Regions from separate parts of the Anser cygnoides genome. Here region 1 is linked to region 2. A link is a contact called in public Hi-C data. All regions are on one chromosome and are shown on one strand. Each heading gives the region's core, a stretch centred on a gene start, on an enhancer-like site or on the middle of the called end of the contact. The rest is flanking DNA. Distances are from core to core; before and after follow the strand shown.

Evidence for each region. A called contact is a pair of places that touch in the nucleus more often than the background predicts.
Region 1: a Hi-C map of liver shows a contact between it and region 2, with 2.1 times the contacts expected there. The contact joins the promoter of CYP7A1 here to the enhancer-like site in region 2. A contact is called at or near these places in 3 of 7 Hi-C or Micro-C datasets (granulosa cells and liver).

What each region holds. Positions count from the first base shown.
Region 1 is chr2:123,878,141-123,881,850 of Taihu_goose_T2T_genome, forward strand. It overlaps CYP7A1 (cytochrome P450 family 7 subfamily A member 1), which reads right to left and starts at 1,914. Exons shown (of 6, transcript XM_013185866.3): 1 at 1,725-1,914; 2 at 224-464. The coding sequence starts at 1,804.
Region 2 is chr2:123,457,215-123,460,947 of Taihu_goose_T2T_genome, forward strand. No RefSeq gene overlaps it. Among named protein-coding and RNA genes, the nearest start is that of BPNT2, 44 kb to the left of the region's middle. Within about 2 kb of position 2,292, at least 1 of the 3 cell types and tissues checked has open chromatin away from gene starts, as enhancers often do. A contact at or near this core is called in liver, where this site is marked.

The sequences.
Region 1 (3,710 bases), core at 664-3,163, 420 kb after region 2:
ATACTACCTGACTAAATGTCCTTCTTTTACAATCCAAATTACTGTATATTTCCTTTCTGTTAAGGAAAGGGGGAAAAAAAGACCCCAATGTTTTAAACCAATGAAAGTGCAGAAATGTGAAGTCAATTATATTTCAAAGGCACGGTTATGCTACAGGGATACAGTCTGTCCTGCCAGCAGATAATTTACGTGTTAGATATTGAAGCCACTTTTAACATGGTACCTTGGCAGAAGTAGCAAAATGGAACTTTTTCCAGTCCAAGTGTTTTCCGTGGCGTATCAATGAATGATATGAAAAAGGGTCAGTGAGGAAATGAATGTATTTCCCCGCTACTCGGCAAGTGAAAATGTGGCCATGCTTCTTTTGCTTTTCTCTGAGGAATTCAAGGGGGTTGGCACCGAACTGCAAGGCACAGCCCAGGTATGGAAGGAACCCGTTTTCAAGTGGTGGCTCTCCTTTTTGCCTGCAAAACACAAACAAAAGCTGTGTTTAGAAGTACGTATCAAGATCTCTCCTCCAGGAGAGTAAGCAAAGGTAAGTAAAGGTAAGTAAAACAATGATGCGAAGCTTTTTGCAATAGTTGATTTCTGCTGCTGTTGATAAGTAATTTCTTTGCCTTTAAAGAGTAATCCTATTGTGATTTCTATCGTATACAAAAAAGAATAACTTTAACAGTCTGTATTATGATAAGCATAACAAAACACAGTTTGACTTTGTCACATTTCTTTTCCCTAGATCATGAGTTTATTTTTTATCTACTTACATGCAGCATTGTTGCCACTAGCTAACATGCACAGATACTTAATTGCCCCATAAATAAATAATCTTTCCCACTAACATTGTCTGAAACATTTTTGGCAATGGTATTCACAAATCAATTTGAACACCAAAGAGAATAGCCTTTTGAGTGTAGAAAGGTTGTTATTATTGGCATATCCCATTTGGACCAGGTCCTGCTGAACACAGTGGGAATTTGGCCATGATCTTCAGTAAGCATAAGATTTAGTCTTTCGAGCAAAGCGTCATTAAGAACATGCTTTATGTTAAGCATATGCTTAAAATGAAGCATATGCTTAAATTATATTTTTTATTCCGACAGTCAGAAAACTACTCCCCTGCATACAGTCACTGTGGCTGCTAAAATAACTTTCAGATAATAATTTGGTTCTTCTACTATGTTGCTGGTGGTTATTATTATATGAACTTAAATATTTTCACCTTTTTATTAAACTTTTTATAATAAAACAAGAAAAGGACTGATGAAAACTATAAAATTACAACAGAAAAGCAAATAACTTTTTCTGAATAACTAGTTAAGATAGATGGATAATATGAAAATTTTTGTAAGTTGGTATTAAGCTATAATTAGATAGAAGTAGGTATTAGCTGCAATTAGAATGCAGGTAAAGCTATAGCCCAGTACTTTAGGAAATCAGAACATGTATATTAATATTTTAATTTCCTCATTTGTGCATAGATTAGTATCAACACATGCCTAGGCATTAACTCACTGTTATTAAAAGCCTGTATGGACAAGTTCTGTTGTAACATAAACCTCTCAAAAGACCAAAGTACCTTGTTGCCCATGTTATCCTGCATTTATCTACCTGCATTTATCCACCTGATAAACTTAAGGTTATACTAATTTTAGGCACATACACAGCATGTTTGTCAGAAGTAAATACTTGGTATACTGAGATACATTTACAAACAGATTCCTTACCTCCTCCTCCTCCCTAGAAGAAACCAAAAAGTGCAACAGAGTATTATTACTATTCCCCAGATCCATGATGATATGAACATTTCTGGCTGTACACAAAATCTTCCAGGTGGACAACCTGGTAACTACCAGTATGGCAGAAATGGTGACTGAGAATGATACAGACGACAGGTCACATCTTATATACAGTAGGTGCACGACTGTATTTAATGGCACTCAGTCAACCTTGCAAGCTATTGATTAACCTTTTCTGGACATAGCCCACTTTGTCTCTGTTCTGACATCTTTCTGCAGACCACTTCACTGGATTGATGCAGACAGTTGCAGACATGGCCTTGAGCTGATATCGGGTATCAGTAGTGGTTCCAAAGTAATCAAACAGCTGTAATAGTTGATAATTTGAAGGTCTCTCAGGTGTGTTTTGATCTATCCTGCAGATTTACCAATTACAGTCTATAGTTCAAGTTTAGCAATAAATCAAATGGCTGCTGACAGGTGTCCAGTGGATTCAGACTGGGCTAAATGGTGGCTGCAGATCGTGTTGTCCTTTGGCTGCCAGCCTGTCCATCCCTTCTCTTCTCCTTTGTGTGGACTGACCTGGCTCTGGTGTGCTGCTGCAAGAGGGACAGGGAGAGGTTTGGCTGTGGGTAAAAGGATGGACTTGCTCCCTCTAACAAAGTTTCTCTAGCAGAAAGGGAAACATGGGTTTTCTATAATGCAGAGCAAGAGAAAACAGATTTGTATGATCATACTGTATTTTTTTTCCCCTCAATGCCCTTCTTGGATCTCCAATTCACCCTTTACTTTTCCATTTAATACTTCTGTTTTCTATCTTTGACTCATGCTGTACAGCACAGCACCAATTCAGCTAATTTTATAGCCTAGGAATATGGTCTCTGGTCCTATTTCCCAGAAGCTCTGAAAAATGTATTGAATTTTCAGCACCCAGAGGACAAATCCTCCACCCCACCCCACCCCCTTTTTTTTTCTTTTTCTGTTTTCTTTCTGATTGACTCCTTTCTTCCTAAATATATCCCTATATACTCATTTTCTCTGATCATTCACATTGAGTTCTGCCGTAGATCAAGATATTCCATCACCTCTCCTATGAGGAGAGGCTGAGAGAGCCAGGACTGCTCAGATTGAAGGAGGCTCAGGGGGGATCTCACCAATATCTGTAAACACCTGAAGGGAGGGTGCAAAGAGGACGGAGCCAGGCTCTGTTCAGTGGTGCCCAGTGCCAGGACAAGAGGCCATGGGCACAAACTGGCACGCAGGAGGCTCCCTCTGAACATCAGGCACCACTTCTGTGCTGTGCTGTGACTAAGCACAGGTTGCCCAGAGAGGTTGTGGAGTCTTCTCCTTGGAGATCTTCAGAAGCTGCCTGGGCATGGTCCTGGGCAGCCTGCTCTGGGTGTCCCCGCTTGAGCAGATGGCCTCCAGAGGTCCCTTCCAGCCTCAGCTGTTCTGTGATTCTGTGATACCCTGTCCATACATTGCTAAGATGTTTCTAATTCTCCATCTAACCAGACACTTTCGCTCTGACGTTTGCTTTAATCAGATATCACAAATCCTGGCATTGTCCCACTGCTGTATTAATAGAAATCGCCCACAAACTTCCTCTACTTATCTCATGCACTGCTCTGAATTCTAATTGCACTTTCCTCACTCCTCTGATTCCACACCTTTCTGTTTTAAAACTCAAAACCCTTTCAATTTCTTAACTCACAAGCTTCAAGCCTTTCCCTTGCCTACCTCTATCACTATGAACACAAGAGATTACAAACCAAGATGCATCCTCTATGTCTAAGCAATAACCATGCCAGTCTCCAACACCTTGCCAACAGGCCCTTCCCAAGTGACAGGAATTTCCATGGAAGAACTGACTAAATTCTCTGTGAGGTACAACTGACTTTTAAGTGGGGGAAGTAGAGTCAAAGGCTTGGAACAGAGAGATCTGGGAGAAGATCCTGACAAACTGACTTGCTT
Region 2 (3,733 bases), core at 1,042-3,541:
CCTTCAGGGAATTGATTTCAATGGAAGTATGAATTTCAATGGCTTTCCCAGCCTGTGAGAAGCAGCAAGCTACAGCTTCCCAAAGTCTAGGCTAAGAACGTCTTACCAAAGATAGTCTGCTTCCTTCACCCACTGGCATTTTTTCAATAGAAAAAGAAAGAAAATACTAATAAATAAAGCTGCCATAGCTCAGTCTGTGAAGAAAGATTTTCCATCAGATAAAAGGAATGTCTCCAGTCTCTTTATCAGGGCCTGCCAACTGATCTATGATGGAAGAGGAATGTTTTGTGGACTATTTTCTCACTAATCTTATTTTAAGGAAAGTAAAATAATGAGGATTTATTTGGGGCTCTTGGTATACTTTTCTTAAGGCCAGACAAAAAAGGAAATCTGGTATTTGTTTTATTTCAACTTTAGCACTTTATCTGACATCCTGACATGAGAGCAGACATGAGAGTATAGCTCATTCGTCTAAGATCTTAAAGGATCACAAAAAAATTTTATTCTCCAAATTATCAAAACTAGTCTGATTGACCAGCATGGGTCCTGTGTCTAAAAACAGTTTGGAATTTCTATTCTTATAGCAGGGCAGTGTTTTTTCTGGCATGTACTTCTAAAGGTTTTTATTAGTTAACATGGTTTTGGTTGGGTTTTTAGGTTTTTATTGTTATTTTTCAGGTTGTTTAATAAATCTTTGAAAACTCTGAATCCTCAAATGCTGTCTCCTGAAAATGAGTCCTGGAATGGTGACCAACAAAAAGTAATACAGGTTGAATGGCATTTGAGCAAGCTAGTGCCCCAGAAAATCAAAAAGTGCTATGTGAGTCTCACAGTCTTGTAGGTGGGTATTTAGCTATACTTTTCAAAGTAGTGAGTGCACAGCATCCCTCTGGGTTACCAGGATGGCTCTGAGAGTGTTGCATTGTGACCCCTGTCACAAGATAGACAAGATTAAGGGCTGCAAGGGGGGGGTGCGTGCTCTGACATTAAATCAGAGAATTCAGACATATTAGATATGAGAACAGACTCTCTGAACTCAATGATATAACTCATGCAGTGACAATTAATGCTTTTTGACTTGGCATCAAAACATTCAAAACCCTGTGAGCCCACTGACACAAGTAAAGTTTTCTTCATCTCTTCCCTGATACGCACCAGAAGAAAAAACATCAGGCATAAATATTAAGCCACTGGAAGGTCCAGACAAGTGCCGCAGTGTTGAGGAATTCATTAAAAAGCAACTTTGACATTTTGGCAAATGGATAAAGTTCACTGATTGTATTTTGCTGTTTTATCTGAAATCCTTTGTGTTTTGCATGTTCCAAATGTCAGACACATTAGGTAGGTTTCCCAAATCCCCACAGCAAAATAATAAGCTGTGAGCTTCAGATTCCCTCTTCATCAGATATTTGTGTAAGGTCTTTTTCCTGGTTCATCTCTGCTAGAGTTACTGGTTTCTTTAGTTTCATCTGGAGTTATTCCTGTGCAGTCTTTCTGTAGTTCTGCATTAAAATAATAACTTTTTTTTCTTGTTTCCTCTTTTTTCCTTCTCCTTCTCCTTCTCCTTCTCCTTCTCCTTTTCCTTTTCCTTTTCCTTTTCCTTTTCCTTTTCCTTTTCCTTTTCCTTTTCCTTTTCCTTTTCCTTTTCCTTTTCCTTTTCCTTTTCCTTTTCCTTCTCCTTCTCCTTCTCCTTCTCCTTCTCCTTCTCCTTCTCCTTCTCCTTCTCCTTCTCCTTCTCCTTCTCCTTCTCCTTCTCCTTCTCCTTTTCCTTTTCCTTTTCCTTTTCCTTTTCCTTTTCCTTTTCTTTTTCTTTTTCTTCTGGTCACTGTGCCAGATACCACTGTGCCAGATACTACCAAGGTAGTGGCAGAAGTTACAGAAGCTGTCCTGCTCATGGCCTGGTGATAGTCACCTCACTCTTCACTACCAGCATCCCCAGCTCACCGCAGAGGTATGCCCACCTCAGCAGGAATGGGTTCAGGTAGATTTATGCAAGCGAGAGGAGTCGGAGAGGCTGGGAGTGCATAAAACAGGAAATATTTAGACAAATTAATGAGCAGTTGCTGCAAGTGAGTCACCGAAGTATGCATACTATCACAGGGTGGGATCTGTATTCTATGCTGAGGCCAGTGCTCATCAAGAAAACCAGGGTCGTTGGGAAAGCTCTGATCCAGAGCTTCCTGAAGTCAGTGGGAGTCACTCCATGGACCTGCCTGGCCACCCACCCCCAGGGGGATAAGGGGTCCCAGTGTGTGGAAACAACTCCACCTACACGGAGCCCACAGCAGGACCCAAGACCAACTCTTTTGGTTTGTTTGTTGTTGTTTTGGTTTGGTTTGGTTTGTTTGTTTGTTTGTTTTTCTGTTGTATTTACATTTTAGTGGTAGGGATTCAGAGAGAAGTAAGCAGCTTGTCTGGATCTTTATAGGTTTTTGACAGTAGTTTTTGAATGGCAGTCTCCTCCCTGAGCAAGGCTAGGAGCAATACACTGGTGTTAGCTACAGTTCAGTTTCCTGTACAGCAGATGGAGCTTTTTATTTTTAAATGCAGCAGCGATCTGTAAGAGAAATGTGAGATGGCAAAAACCCAACCAAAACACCACAGCCAAACACCCATGAACATGGGAAAATCGCCTTCTGGATCCAAGCTTTGGAGAGCTCCAGCAGGTCCACCTACTGCAGAAACAGATGTTAGTAATTAATAATTGACTTGAGTTAGCTGCTCTGTCCTAGATAAAATGTTTGAAGATTAATCACAAGCTTCTGAGTCACTGTTATTTATTTATTTATTTATTTGTACCTGCCCTTTTGTGAGATTTCTGCCACATTTGGGATGAAGATCGGGACCGTAATAAGCAAAGAAACTGCATGGGGGAGATTTCACTGCTGCTGTGAAGTGTTTGGTGATGCGACTGTTAATAATTAGGAGTCAAAGTGTCACAGCAACAGGTCTGTACACAAGAAACATCCATTCTTGGACAGATTTAATGGGAAAAAAAAATCAAAAGGTAAATAATTTCCTTATGAACTCTGATACGTGAATCAATAATAGTGCCATTAATTGGACCCAGGCAGTTTGATGCATGCCCAAACCTCTCAGTTCATGATTCAGGACTATCTCATTTCCCTCCAGGATTCAATCAGATAAGTATTATCTGAATCCACATTAAACAGTGTTGTGAGCTAGTAGACAGCTGTTCATCCATGGCTGAATGTCAATGTGCATAAAAAAAAAAAAAAAAAAAAAAAAGCACCATTCATTGTATTTTTCACCCATCTAAATAAGTGCAGATCCTCTGAAATCACTCAAATTGAAATAGAGTTACAATAGAGAATTACCGAACCTATAAAGAACATTAGCATAATTTGGATGCAAATCAATGCTTAAAGATAATTAATTTTCTATACACTGCAATGCTCCTGTCCAATTAGTTATTGTTAAATATCTCCAGAAACAAATTATTGCCATTGAATATATAGTATTCACTTTTGTGTATGTTTTAAAAATACATTGAGAGCTAGTTAAAATTCCAGTGTAACCATGTCTTGTTCTGTTATCCTGGGAATTTTCCATCCGTTCAAGATGACTTCTGTTCTGTTTTAAGCTTTATAGTCTCCATAAATCTTAACCATGCATCAGATGAACTTTTTTATTGTGGAAGATAATCCTGTTGTCAATTACTAGTAAAATCTTACAATTAAGTACATGGCTGCAATCACAACATATGTAATGA